2 separate regions of the Macaca mulatta genome follow, and region 1 is linked to region 2. The links are chromatin contacts, called in public Hi-C maps. All regions are on one chromosome and are shown on one strand. Each heading gives the region's core, a stretch centred on a gene start, on an enhancer-like site or on the middle of the called end of the contact. The rest is flanking DNA. Distances are from core to core; before and after follow the strand shown.

Region 1 (3,939 bases), core at 1,117-3,616, 34 kb after region 2:
TCCACCATCAAGTACAAGGTCTCCATAAGTGTCAGCAATGCCCTGGGCCACAATGCCACAGCTATCACCTTTGACGAGTTCACCATTGGTAAGTGTGGTGGTTGGGGGAACCTGCTGCCTACTCCAGTGGGAATGTAAGTGGATATGTGCCAGAGGCACATGAACATTGGTGGGGATGTCCACATGCATGCATATGTATACATGGCATGTACATGCCTCTGCACAAGTATGTGCAGTGCGCATATATGTGCACATATATGCATGACATATATACCTGTGAATGTGTAAGTGAATGTCCTTTACCTGAAGGGCTGAGAGACTTGTACAGCAGCTCTTCTGATCATTTTTCTGGCTCCCAGAACATGCAGCAGGGGGAAGCGGGGGCAGGCTGGGCCAGACCCTTGTGCAGCTGCAGCCTCCACCCCCGCCCAACTCTAATGGCTTCCTTACGGCCTGTGATGAATGAGGTGTCAGAACAGGAGACAGGACTGGGACAGATACCGTCCTCCCCCTGACGCCCCCATCCCAGCTAGTCCCTCTACCTGCCCCTGCCCTATTCCAGGCAGGCTTTCTGCCTGCTATTCCTCCGCCCCAGCCAGATCTTCTGCCTGCCCCTGTCTTCTCCCCAGACCCCATGACTGGATCCCTAGCCAGAGTATTTCTACATAAGCTGGGCCCTTAGGCACTCCCATCAGATCCCCAGCCTACCTCCAGATCTGCAACACCTGTGGACTCTTTTACTCTTGACCCAGGTCTTAGTTTGGAACTGGAAAAGTTGAAGTGAAAAACCAGGCTTGGGGGAGTGTGTGATGCTGGGGTAGGAGGGGGTAATCCAGGTGACAGTGGGGGTGACAGTGGTAACTATGGAGGCATCGTATTGGCTTAGTTACTGGGATGCAGGTCAGTATGAGGATAGAGTTGGGATGATGGGATGATGAGATGAAATTTGGGATGTTGATATGAAGAGTTGGTGACAGTGACTGTAGTGACAGCCATTGGTGATGATGGGGATGTCAGACTTGGAAGTAATGAGATAGTTTTCTACGGTAGCTACCAGAATTGACAATAGAGAAGAGGCATGGTGACTATGATATTGATGACAATGGTTGGCAATATGAGAGGGTCAACATGGTGGCTGGAGTTGACAAAGTGGGTTGTTGCCAGAGATGAGTGTAGTAATGAAGCTATGTCTCCTGAACAGTGAAGCCTGATCCTCCAGAAAATGTGGTAGCCCGGCCAGTGCCCAGCAACCCTCGCCGGCTGGAGGTGACATGGCAGATCCCCTCGACCTGGCCTGACCCTGAGTCTTTTCCTCTCAAGTTCTTTCTGCGCTACCGACCCCTCATCCTGGACCAGTGGCAGCATGTGAGTGCCCTGCCCTGTCAAGATCCTGGGTGCCTGAGTTAGAATCATGTGGAGTGAGTGGCACCCATATCCCACGTGGCAGCAGCTCCAGTGTGAGACCTGATGAGTCAGGCTCTCTGTGGGGAAAAGGGACCAGGTGGGCCTGGGAGAATGGATGGAGCTGAGGCAGGTGTCCTTAGGGGTTCCCAGTGACCCCTGTTAGTGCACTGGGAACACATATGTCTTTTTGTGGCTCCCCCGGGTAGTGGAGAGAAATGCAGGAAGGGAGATAGCGGGCAGGACAGGCAAGGCTCCCTTTCCTTACCTCAGCCTGACCAGACATCTCCCTCTTTCAGCCCTCAAAGACATCTCCCTCTTTATACTCTGGCCCAGGCTCTGGGCCTGTGCTGGCCCCAAGGGGTCAGGATCAGGCAGTGGGATCAAGCCTGGTCCAGGGTGCGAGTTTAGGCCCTGACTGGCATCAGGACTCCAAAGTCAGACCCAGCTTAGGGGTCAGCTTGAGGCTATGAGTTGGAAGGTAGCCTGGCTGGGAACCAAGCAGTGGACAAGAGTCAGTATGGGGTCGGACTATGGTCTGGATCAAGCTACAATAGAGAGCTCTGGGGAACAGCCAGAGGTTTGAGGCAGACTTGGAGTTCTCTTGCTTTGAGCACCCTGGGCCCATAGGGTTGTGGGCACTCTGTGTGGCCCATGAGGCCTGTAGGCTAGGACTGGGGTTGGGAGGGTGCTCCATGGGACAACCCAGGCTGGTTCCTGGGGGTCAACTTGTACCCCCACCTCATCTACCAGGCTCCAACTCCAGCTCCTCGTGCCCCTATCCTGTCTGGCCTTTAAAGCGTGTAATTCGATTCCTGGGTGCCTGTCCCCCACAAAGCCTGCTCATGCACTCACATGTTCCCTGACAGAGTCCGGAGTCCCTCCCGCCTGGCCAGCTGCCCGCGCCTAATGCATTGCTAATAACCAGGGTCTAGTTTCACAAGCCCCCCCTCCCCCGCTAACGAGCTACAGGCAGCAGCCCCGCGCGTCGCGGCGCACACGCCTTGCAGTGGACCTGGCACACTGCCCACCACACACACGGGAACATGCACACACGCGCGGCTCCCAGCAGGAATCATACGCCATACGTGTATGCAACTAACATGCCAAGACCGTGCGCAAAACTGACCCCCACACTGAGGTGGGAAGAGCAAAGTGTGCAGGCTCCATGGTGAGAATACGCATGGCCTGTAGCTCATCCTAGCCCCATTCTGTGTCTCAGTGGCACTGGGGCTGGTTAGATTTATGGTTCTTTTCATCTGAAGTTTTGCTCTGAACAGAGTCTATTCTCCCCAATCCTTGACCTTGGGGAGAGGCAGGTGTATGACTGGGAGGGGGCAAGAAGGGCAGAACAGAGAAAAACATCACCTGGATTTTCAGGAGGAAAATCCAGACCAGGAATTGCAAAAGAATGGGCCCTGGGCAGGGGCTGTCTCAGCATGGACAAGAGAGAGGCAAGTACGGGGACCCAGCATGGGTTCCCTGCAGCTCCTGCCCTGGCCCTAAGTGGACAGGGAGGCTTGGAAGGCGTGTCGGGCATCTGCTCCAGCAGACCATGGAGGACTCCCAGGGGAGGCCAATGTCAGTGACTAGGGAGTTCCTGCCAGTTGAGAAGCCTTTTTCTTGAGAGGAAGGATGAAGGGATCACTGATAACCTCGCAAGAAGGATCCTGGTCTAGGATATGTGGTCCCCAGGAGAGCACTGACCTCCTGGGGGCCACATTCCCAGAGGTATGGTGCCCACCATGAGCCCACAATGAAGCGGCAATTTGATCTGTTCCCTGTGGCTCCCTCCCTGTGGGGAGAGACTGACATGGAGGTCTGCGGTCTAATCCTGGCAGGAGGGAGACAGAGCTGAAGGAGCCGAGCAGAAAGGGACTGGGGTACCAGAGGTAGAACTGGGACCCTGGCTCCAGGAGAAGAGGGTCTTTGGGACCCTCCAATCTTCCAGGGCTGAGATTAGGATTTACTGAGCCCAGGGTCTGGGCCTAAAAGGTGTCTCACCATGACCCTGACCTTTACCACCGTTATCAGGGCCACAGGCTGAGCACATGCCCAGACACACATACATGCATGTGTGCATGCGCTCACAGCCTGTCAGGTCAGATAGCCCAGACCCCAGTTTTCTGGGGGAAGATTGGAACAGGGACCAAAAAAGCCCTGAAGCCAGACGTGGCCCAGAGCGGCCCCCTCCTCCGCCCCCGCCGGCTGCCCCTGTTTACGAGGCGGCTTAATGAGGCAGCGGGTGCCGCTGAGATGAACCAGAGCCCAGCCTGGGCCTGGAAGGGGCGCCGGACAGGCAGCCTGGCCTGGAGGGTTGGGGGAGACCAGCAGGATGGGGCCAGCGGGGCAGGAGTGGGGTCGCGATGCCTCCAGGAGGAAATGGAGCAGCTGTTCTGTGCCCTGCAGCCCCAGGGGCTGTCCTCCACCCCTTTCTGCCCCAGCAGGGTGATAACCACACTGAGGCCTTCCTGAGGGGAGGCTCAGCTGGGGCCAGGCTGGTAGGTGCCTTAGGCATCTGGGAACCCGGGCTCTGAC
Region 2 (4,000 bases), core at 1,469-3,968:
GCAGGGCACAAGGCATCTGGCCTGGGGGTATTACTTCCAGCCACTGCATCATGGGCAAGGTAGATAGTGAAGATTGGGAAGGCAGTGAATTTTTGGAGGTGGGGTTGGGGAGAGGATGTCAGTGAAGTGGGGTTTGGCTTAAGCATAAGTGACATGACACAGAAGGGGGCTGGCGCAGAGCTGGGGAGGCCGGGAATAGGGGCGCTTAATAAAGCTGGAGAGGAGGCAGGGCCAGATCCTGCAGGGCTTTGAAGCCCCACCTAAGAAACTCAACTTTGCTCCCAAGGCGGTGGGGAGGGTTCAGCACTGAGGCTTACAAGCTCAAAGGCTACTGGCTAGGTAGGGCATCAGAGGCGGCAGGAGCGGAAACCACGACTAGTCTGTTGACCCAGCTCCGGGGGGAGGAAAATTGGTTGTGAGCCGGGTGGCGGCGGTGTGGAGAGGTGGTAGCACCCGGTGTTCAGTAGGTGGCCCAGGCCTCAGCGCGGAGCAGGAGCCAGAGGGGAACGCACGTCCCGCACCGTCCGCCAGGTGTCGCTTCGGCCCCGGGGAAGCGCTCGAGGCCGCTGGGTCCCGCGCCGGGAGGAGCTGCTGACCGGCCTGACGCCTGGACAGAGGTCCGACGTGCGTCTCTTCCTTTATCCTCTGACACCCACACGTCCACTTCCAGGACTCCGGACGCCCAGTGCGGATCTTGTCCCCGCAGCCGTGGACTGCGGCTCTGCATACTGCAGCCTCTGCGTCCCCGAGGGCCGAGGGGGACGAGGGGGACGTTGGACTGGGACAGAATTCCCGACTGCTCCCAACCTGGCAGAAAGAGGCTGAGCCAGGGACACCGGAGCATCTGGAGGTCAAGTCCGTTCCCCAAACCACTCGCCAATTTTCACCCCATTCGCCCCTCCCCTGTTGGATTAGAGCGCCCAGTCCGGTCAGCCCCCTGGGGAGGAGCGGCCCCCGGTGTACCGAACCTTGCCAGGGCCTAGAGCTTCGCCGCAGGGGCAGGGGCAAGTCCTGCTCCTCTCAAGATCCCGTCGCACCGCCCCCTTCCTTCCCCGCGTCCTCAGTCTAATCCTGGTCTGCGGCCCGGGAAGCAGGAGGCCGGCGGCCCGGAGAGCCCGAGGATAGGACACCTTGGGTGGGCGGCTGTGCGCTGGCCCTCAGCGGGGCGCAGCTAGTTTGCTGTGTGTCCTGAAGTCCTAGCTGGCCGTCTCTGAGCTCCAGCCCATGCCGACCCCTGCCAGTTGTAGAGAGGGGATTCTGTGGCCACGGAAGTGAAAGTGAAAAGCCCAGGCCGTGGCGGGAAGAAGGATTTTCCTCTGCAGTGGGAGTCCCTGAGGCATTTGTTGGGAAAGGGCCCGGGCGTTCTAGGCAGCCTACTGGGGTAGGATGTGAGGAAAGAGCGAGACATTTCCCTCCCTTCTCCTCGCCCTCAGCCCTAGAGCAGCTCCCCGGAGGGGCAGGGCCCAGGATTATGGGTCAAGGGTCAGGTGAAAAATCCAAGGGGTGGAGACGAGGGTGGCCTTCTCGGTCTCCGCCTCTGCCATTGCCACTCCATTGCGCTCTCACGTGGCCTCAGAAGTTGGTCAGGTTGTCTAACCTTACTCTCCTATGTTGCAGCCAGACCGGAGGCCCAGGGGCGAGTGCAGTGAACACCCCGGCCCCTCAGAGGCCCAGGCTGCGAAAGGAGTAAGCCTCCTATCGAGGGGTGTGCCTGTGCCCGGCATTGAGGGTGCACCCTCCCTACCCCTTCATTCCAGTGGAGGCTTCTCCCCCGGTTGTGTGTCCTCGGAGCACGAGGAACATGCTAGTAGTGGTGTTGGTGTCATAGGAGACATGGGAAGCATGGGCCTGGGCTCCCGGCTGGGTCCGTCCCCGGTCAAGGAAGCCCTTTTCCCCCGCGCGAGGGGGTGACCGGGAGGGGAGTCGTTGCGGGGGGCAGTAGTAATAGGGGAGGGGCGGAGCCGGCTGGCTTCTTCTGCCCAAAGTGGGGGTTGGGGGTTCTGGCTCGCGTTCCTCTCACGGCGACGCCGGAGGGAGGACCCCGAGAGTTGGCCCGGGGTGTGCCAGGGAGTCGGTGCAAGGCCGTCAGGGCCTGAACGTGCGGGAGTGTGCGCAGGAGAGACCTGGCCAAGACTGAGAGGGAGAGTGAGTGTGAAGGAGCGATCCCGGGGGTGGGTGCGCGCCCAGCCGCCCTAGGGGAGCGGGCGGAGTGGGTGTGTGTGTGCGCGCGCGCGCGTTTGCGAGACCCGCGGCCGGGGCTGCGCGTGAAGCACGGGGACCACAGCCGTCTGGAGGGCGCGCCCGAGAAAGGGTGAACGCGAGGGGGCCACGCGTGCCAGTGCGGGCGAGTATGCCAGCGGGGGGCCAGAGCGCGTGCCAGTGCCGGGCGAGTGGGAGTGGGGGCTCACAGGCCCGCGCAGGGCGAGCGGGCCGCGTGTGCCAGGAGCGAGAGCGTGCCAAGGCGGGGGCGCGCGGGGCCCGTGGCGGGGAGGGGTCGTGGCGCGCGGCCGCGGAGAGACAAGGCAAGAGGGGGAGGGGAGCGAGGGCGCGCGCGGCCGAGCGGGCGCCCGCGGTCACATGGGCGAGGGAAGGAGGGAGGGAGCCCGCGAGGGAGGGAGGAGGATGGGGGGGTTAAAGCCGCCGAGCGCTGAAGAGCCGGTGCAGAGCGGGCGGCGGCGGCAGCGGAGGCGGCGGCTCCAGCCGGCGCGGCGCGAGGCTCGGCGGTGGGATCCGGCGGGCGGTGGTAGCTTCGCGCTCCCTGCCTCGCTCGCTGCCGGGGGCGGTCGGAAGGCGCAGCGCGAAGCCTGGGTAGCCCGAGGGCGCGGTGAGTACCCTGCGGCGGAGTGCGCGCGGCCAGACCCTCAGAGCCCGGACTGACCGACAGACCGTGCGCGCGGGAAGAGTGAGGGGACACCCGTGGGCCTACGGCCGAGGGCGACCGGAAAGTTCACGAGAAACTTTGCCTGCAAACTCGGGGGCGGGGGCGCTGGAGAAGCGAACCCCCACGTCCGGGCGCTCCGGGGGTTGGGCGTGGTGGTGGTGGTGGGGCCGGACTGTCGACTAGAGGGAGGTGGCTCCGGCGGTTTGTCCTAGTGTCCCTGTTCTCCCCACCCCTCAGCTGCACACGCGGGGTCTGGAAAAATTCCTGGGCTTCGGGGGTTCGTAGTGGCCTCTGCATGCCCAAAGGTGGCTTCTTTCTCGGGCAGAAATCTGGACTTCAGAGCGCCCGGGGATACGAACGGACGGTTGCGCGTCTGCCAGTGCATGTGTGTCCGTGTGAATCCGCGCGCGCGCGCGTGTGTGTGTATGCATGTGTCTGTGTGTGTCGGTCGGCCTCCTCATGATTTTCTCTTGAGTCCGCCTGGATGTATCTCCATGTAGTGGGTCTCCTCCAGTGTGTCTCTTTGTAAGTCTTCCTGGCTTGTGTGAGTCTGCCTATGGTGTATCCCCAAGTGTCTCTTTGTGAGTCTGCTCGTGTGTGTCTCCTCCAGTGCGGCTCAGTGTGAGCCAGCCTGGGTGTCCCTGTGTTGCTCCGAGTAGTGTATCTCCGCGTGCGTGGGGGCTGGGCCGTGGGGAGGTCACCAGACGGACAGCTCTCCCTCTCGGCTCCTCTTCTCTCCCGAGCCTCTCCTCCACCGTTAGCTCGCTGGCTCCCTTGTCCCCCTCCCCCCTCCAGTAGCTTCAGGCGGGCAGGACTATTTCACGCCTTGTTGAAAATTCAGGATTTTCTTTCTCTTTACGTCTAGTCTGTCTCTTTGAGAAGCGTCTGTGTGTGTCTGTGTGCCTGGCAGCTTGTCTGCAACACTGGGTGTGTGTCTGCATGCCGCTGTAGGAGTGTATCTGTTACACTAGTTGTTCTGCCTGTAATACTTGGTGAATTTGTGTCTGTGTCACTGGGTGTGTTTGTGTGGCTGTGATCACTGAGGTGGTGAGTCTGAAATGCTGGGTGTGTCTGTGCATCTGTAATTGCTGTGTGTCCGAGGAGTCTGCAACACCAGGT

What was found. Hi-C and Micro-C count contacts between places; a contact is called where the count stands out from the background.
Region 1: a Hi-C map of fetal cortex germinal zone shows a contact between it and region 2, with 6 times the contacts expected there. The contact joins the enhancer-like site here to the promoter of CNTFR in region 2. A contact is called at or near these places in 5 of 14 Hi-C or Micro-C datasets (cortical neurons, fetal cortex germinal zone, fetal cortical plate and 2 more).

What each region holds. Positions count from the first base shown.
Region 1 is chr15:65,141,290-65,145,228 of T2T-MMU8v2.0, forward strand. It overlaps CNTFR (ciliary neurotrophic factor receptor), which reads left to right. Exons shown (of 10, transcript NM_001257683.2): 6 at 1-88; 7 at 1,202-1,365. Among named protein-coding and RNA genes, the nearest start is that of ENHO, 25 kb to the right of the region's middle. Within about 2 kb of position 2,367, at least 2 of the 40 cell types and tissues checked have an H3K27ac peak or open chromatin away from gene starts, as enhancers often do. A contact at or near this core is called in fetal cortex germinal zone, where this site is marked.
Region 2 is chr15:65,106,637-65,110,636 of T2T-MMU8v2.0, forward strand. It overlaps CNTFR (ciliary neurotrophic factor receptor), which reads left to right and starts at 2,719. Exons shown (of 10, transcript NM_001257683.2): 1 at 2,719-2,824.